Regions from separate parts of the Gossypium raimondii genome. Here region 2 is linked to region 1. A link is a contact called in public Hi-C data. All regions are on one chromosome and are shown on one strand. The core of a region is the stretch at or near the end of the contact, and the rest is flanking DNA. Distances in the headings are between cores, read along the strand shown. Region 1 holds the start of LOC105790987 (hypothetical protein). Region 2 holds the start of LOC105790988 (hypothetical protein).

Region 1 (3,168 bases), core at 639-3,138:
CTTGCAATAAAATAAACAAAACAATATTTCTTAACACATACATAAATAAAGTAGGAAGCTAAAGAACAATAAAAGAGAAAATACCATGACCCAGTTAGGTACAACTGCTCCTTCAATACTGTCACAATATGGAAGATACGGTTTGATGTCCAGCACTGGCTGTTAACAAAATCATACATGAAGCATGATTTATATTCATAGCTGTCAAGAAAATGCATAAAAACAGGAAAGCGGAAAAAGCCAATTATAGCTCCCAGTAAAGTTCAGGAAATGTGAGCTTACTGTTCCATCAACTAGATCTACTCCTGAGAGTAGAAGCATATTTCCTTGTACTGCCTCCACCTAATATATAAAGAGTATATCAGTTCTAAAGTGATCTCTCTCGATTTCAAATTTCATGTATCCCGACAATGCTTCACCAAAATCCTCCATGATGTATCAGAAATTTACTCAAGGCAGACAAAAATATTGACATTGAAAGGCTTCTTTTAACAGAGAAATGTATTTTGCCAATTGAGACATGAAAATGTTATGAGCTCAAGTAAACACTAGCCCTTAAGAAAAGTGCTATTGGAATATATTTATGAAAGATCCTCCTTTTAGTGTTGATAACAAAACTTCCATTAGATATATTGAAGAAAAAATCATAGGTAAACATGTTGCAACAATAACACATTTGTACATGACTCCATACCTTTGCTACAGTAAGTCCTATAGGACACGGTCGATGTGGAGATCGTGTAGCAAAAACTCCCAGCCTTCCTCCTTTCAATCTTGGAACTCTGACCTATTAAGTGACCAACCTTCCATAGAAGTCTAAGGATGATAAGAAAGTTCCATAAAAGATAGAAAGGAATATACATATATCATTATTATAGTTCCACAAACCTTGGCCTTAAACTTTGATTTAGATGGATGCTTCCATAACTTTTCCAGATCTGTATTCAAATGAAATACATATATAATCCAGCAATGAGAGTATTCCTCGAGACCCTCAAGTGATGCTGGAGGCACTCTAGTTGAATCAAAAACCAAACATGCCCTAGCAAGAGGGACAAGTAGAGGTTGCCTAGGGGTTCCATTCCTACATAAATTTTACAAGCAATTGGAACCTTTCTTGAGTAGCAAAGATAAATTAGTAGTAAGCTTCAATCAGATTATTTACCAAGGCAAGCGTTATTATTGCATAGCTTCTATGAACAGAATAAAAAATGTTATTTACCCAATCAGTCATTAAATTTTTTTTAAACGAAGCACCATCTGGAAATCACCTTGTAGAAAAACAAGATTGAACGATACCAATAGGTGCCATTGGATACGATGGTATGTCTAAATTCTCAGACTTGGCTTGTGGTTGAGCGACTACTGCTTTCCTCAATGCCTACAAATGTTGGATTTTTTCATACAAATAAATAACAAAACCAAAAGAAAACTAACAGTCATCATAAAGAATAAAAACAATAAAAGAAAGAAGGAAGAACCTGTTGAGCCCTAATCCGACCTTGTCTTTCAGCAGCACATTTTTCCAAAGCAGAATTGAGGGATTTTTGAAGCTCTTTCATCTTTGAATCCCATTCTATCAAATTTTTCTTCCATATATAAACTGAAAGAAAGAATATCAACATCCACCATTGATACAAATTAAATAAAAAGAATAAAAAGGGGGTGGAGAGAGATGATACAGGAGATAGCTGAAGAAGCAGAAAACAGAGTAGCAAGTGCCAATGCTAAGATGGAGTATCGGGTGGAGGACATGGGTTTTGTGTAATTAGTGCTTGTAGTATTTCTTCTTCTGCTCTTTCGTCCAAGTATAGCTAGCTGCAGTTGGGTTGAGTAGGGTTTTAGCTTACGAAAAAACAAGTTTGAAGTTTCTTCTACTTTATTTATTTTTTAATTTTGGTTGGCACTTGGGAATTGGGATAGTATGGCATGGATTTTTAAATTGGATCAAACAGAGAACTGCTGTAAGCCCGCAAATAATGATCCAAGGCCCTTGTTGTTTATGTTCCCTTGGCCATGGCTAGCCCCTGGAAACTGTTACTACAATCCAATTTAGACCGTGTTAAGTGACAAAGGTCCATACTTGGGAAATTTACAGAAATAATACTAAAATAATCATTTATTACTTAAATAATATACATCTATTTTTATTTACCCAAATGATATATTTTGAAATAGTAAAAAATAATTTGGGTCTCCAATTGATGCTGATTTCGACATTAGTAAACTTAAATTGTTCTTTTAATATTAAAAAGTAAAATATTAAAATTATAATTTTAAAAATAAAAATTATGAAAATAAAAACTTTTAAAATTATTTTTTAAATTAAATATAAAAATTATAAAATTCAATATTATCTAAACTAAATTAGACCAGAAAATTGGTTGGGGTATTGTTCTAATGAAAGGTAAAAATTGGTTGACCCATGATTTTTATCCAACTGGTCTAGTTCGGTATTTATAACAATGAATTTTGAATTTTTTATATTTTAAAACATTTTAATATTGAATTCTAAAGAGTTTTTCATTTTTATTTTAAAATTATAATTTTAAACTTTTATGTTTTTAAAATATGAAAAAATATTTTAAATACTTTTAAAGAGTATGGACCAAATTAATAGAAAATTATTGTAAATGTTCAAGGCTAAAAAGTTTAAAAATTTTAAAAATTAGTTGACCCATGAACTAGTACGGATTGTTTAACCCCAGGCTAAAAGATCATTTAAACAAATAGTTGAATTGATTTTTACAATTTTGTAATTTTTAATTTTTTATAATTTATTTGCTTTGAACCGATCAGGCCAGTGATTATGGGAACTAATTTGTCAGACCAGTTTGAAATTGGTACAACTATTAGTGCAATCGAGTTTTTAGCTAGCTTCTATAACTCAACCAATTTTTTATCCAATTAGTTTGGTCTGGATTAGATAACATTAAATTTTAGAATTTTTTATATTTTATTTAATTTTTAAAATTTTAAAGAGCTTTTATTTTTCATAATTTTTATTTTTAAAATTATAATTTCAAGTCAATTTGGTCATTGAGAAACTCAAATTATTATTTTTATTATTAAAACATATTATGTGAGTAAATAAAAGTAAATCTATATTATTTGAGTGATAAATTATTATTTTAATATTATTTCTGTAAATTTCGCGTCCATATGTTC
Region 2 (3,174 bases), core at 272-2,771, 200 kb before region 1:
ATCAGTTCAAGAACTGCTTGCTGCACAAAAAATGCAAGAGTGTAGAAGCAAGAATCTAACAGCTTTGAAAGGGTTAGTCTTTTGCCTGAAAACCACTTCCATTTCTCTCCCTCAACGATAAAAAAAACAGGGATTAACTCTACTACTTTTTGCCTAAATCCATAACCAACTTTGACCAAAACGTTTTTTCGACAAAAGCCACTCAAAGAAGGAAAGTATCAATATGACCCACATTCATAATGCCCAAGAACTTGCAAACAAAATACATCTAGAGAACCAAAAATGTAGTCTCCCCAGAGCACATCCTGTCCATGAGTATCCAGTGTTAATGGAGGAAAGCCATAGATGAAACTGTCTACGCCTAGAGCCTTGTTAGTACAATTACAAAGAGTTTCAAACATGCAAAGGGCCTCTCTATCAGCTGGAAGACCAATTTATTGACATATCGGTAATAATTAGACGAAGCGAAAACCATAGAGTACGTTTAATCTCTAGACAGCTAGAAGATGTCTATGGATGGAAAAGTCTTGGACATTTAACCCATTACATGCATAGCTCTGCATGTTTTGCTCGGAAATTTCTTCTATGATAAGATTAACCAATAATCATAGTTCTTAAATGGTCTTTTTATGATTTTACCAGTTTCCTCAAACAAGCACGTTTGCATACAAATGAAATTAGACAGACTCAGGCGACAATTCCCAGTCCCAAGGATTTTTCAAATGAAACTCTAAAACCAGGCACTTTACACTCCGGAGGACCTCTATTAATGGCAAATTTAAAACGGCAATGACAAAAAGGAACCAAAATTTCTATATTCGAGCTAACACGAAACTCCCTCTTCACTAACATCAATATCTACAATCCTCTAAAACTTCGATAACTTCTAAAATGCCCTAAACAAATTACTATGAAATCGTTCATCAAACAATTAACATTCAGGCGTTGACCTTTTTTATGCCTCTCCAGTGAAAAAAAAAAAAGCAACCCATTAATTCTTTTTTCTTTTTCCTTCTTTATTTTGAAAACCAAATGAAGAAATAAAGTCTCACATGGATGCCATAGGAGGAAGCCTGGAAGTCATAGAAGGAGCGAACACGGAGGCAAGCGGCTGCCCAAAGCTGGTCCTCCTCCGACGCTTCAGCAACAGCTAGCGAAGACTTGTCAAGAGGAATGGAATGCTGACGATTGTGAGTGGTGGTGGTAGCTGCGACTGGCAGAAACCGGATACGGCGACAGGATTGGTGGCCGGAAGAGAGTGAAATGGTAAAACAATGTGAAGAAAACGAAGGAGAAGAGGAGGAAGGAGAAGAAGGCGGAGGTAACGAGAAGAGGAGTGCCATCTTTGAAATAAGAAATGTGATGGGGTTATCCTTTGCTATATTTGGTGTGACATACTAAGAAATCAGAATCAAAAGCTCAAAAGGATAATGGAATATATTAGAATTTATAGTTTTTCAGGTTCTTTTCGCACTGCTAGACACGATTGGCTCCAGCTTTTCCAAGTCATCTGGAAAATTTTGAAGGATACGTATATCCATCCTTACGACTGGGCTCAAAATCATAGTTAAAGTTTAAAAGCTGAGCTCCGACTGATGGCCCTAATAAATGATCAACCTCTAGCCCATTTTTTATTTTGGGTCATCCCATATGTAGCTAACGTTATAGAAATAGAAGCCGAATTTTGTTTTTGTTCGAAGTTTCAAACCTCACTGAAAATGTAAACATTACAGTACCGCTAGGCACTAGGCCTAGAATTGCTTATGGGCCACACCACTTAGTCCGAAGGTCTGTTTAAAAAGTGATAAGATTTGGGTAAAAAAATATGTCCGAAAAATAGGTTTGGGTAAAAAAATAAAGCCCGTTTAGAAAATGAGTCAGGCATCGGGTGAGGCTTTTTTGGTCCGGGCTTAGCCCGGCCCGAATATGCAAAAAAAATAAACTGTAGTTTTTTTTTGCTGTTTCTAATATTATTTTGCTATTTTCTTTTTGTTTTTTTCATTATTTTGCTTCCATTTCACTATTATGTTGTTACTATTTTGTTGTTATTGTATAATTTTTGTTCTATTGTTAATTTTGTTATTATTTTAAAGGCATTTGGTTGTTAAGTTGCACCTATCTTAGTGTTATTTAAGTACACATATTTTTTTAAATTTATTTTCAATTTTTCGGGGAAAATTTTATTTTAATATTTTTAGCATTTTTTATATATTATATTTTTAAAAATATATATAAAAATGTTAATACGGGATAGACTGAGCCCGGGTTTTAACATTTTTATTTAGGTTGGGTTTAAGGCCTTTCTCACCAAAGCACCTGTGTTGATACAACCAGAACCTTGAAAAGACTTTTTGGTCTACAATGATGCCTCGCACATGGAACTTGGTTATGTGCTAATGCAAGAAGGAATGGTGGTGGCTTATGCCTCGAGACAACTGAAGCCTCATGAATGAAACTACCCAACCCATGATCTGGGTTCAACAGTAGTGGTGTTCGCACTTAAGATTTGGCGACGCCACTTATATGGTGAATGATGTACCATCTACACTAACCATAAAAGCCTTAAGTATTTGCTCACGCGGACGGAATTAAACTTGCAACAAAGATGGTGAATAAAACTACTAAAGGACTATGATTGTTTGATAGAATTTCACCCTAGAAAGGTAAATGTGGTCGTAAATGCTTTAAGTAGAAAGTCAATGAGTGAGTTGAGAGCTCTATTTGTGCGATTGAATGTAACAAGTGATGGGGGACTGCTCATAGAACTGCAAGTAAAACCAACCCTATCACAACAAATCAAGAAGAGGCAAACCACAAATGAAAACTTGGCGAAGAGGGTTCGCTAAGTAGAACAAGAAATACATAGGGACTTCGCACTAAATACAGAAGGGATACTCTATTTTCGTGGAAGACTATGCGTACCCTGTGGCAAAGAGCTTCGACTTGCGATCCTTAGTGAAGCTCGTAGTAGTCCTTATACAATGCACTTAGGTAGTAACAAGATGTACCATGACTTCTGCGAACTGTATGGGTGACCTTGTTTGAAGCAAGCTATCACAGATTTTGTGGCGTAGTGCTTAGTTTGTCAAAAAGTAAAAGCAGAGCATCAATTCCCTTCAAGCTTGCTACAACAACTTAAAATCCCACAATGGAAGTGGGAAAGGATCACCATGG

Evidence for each region. A called contact is a pair of places that touch in the nucleus more often than the background predicts.
Region 2: a contact with region 1 is called in a Hi-C map of leaf, with 2.4 times the contacts expected there. The contact joins the promoter of LOC105790988 here to the promoter of LOC105790987 in region 1. A contact is called at or near these places in 2 of 2 Hi-C or Micro-C datasets (both in leaf).

Annotation. Positions count from the first base shown.
Region 1 is chr8:20,072,921-20,076,088 of ASM2569854v1, reverse strand. LOC105790987 (hypothetical protein) reads right to left here and starts at 1,888. Exons shown (of 9, transcript XM_012618808.2): 1 at 1,683-1,888; 2 at 1,482-1,603; 3 at 1,272-1,381; 4 at 889-1,084; 5 at 695-787; 6 at 283-342; 7 at 85-159. The coding sequence starts at 1,755.
Region 2 is chr8:20,272,293-20,275,466 of ASM2569854v1, reverse strand. It overlaps LOC105790988 (hypothetical protein), which reads right to left and starts at 1,521. Exons shown (of 4, transcript XM_012618813.2): 1 at 1,053-1,521. The coding sequence starts at 1,343.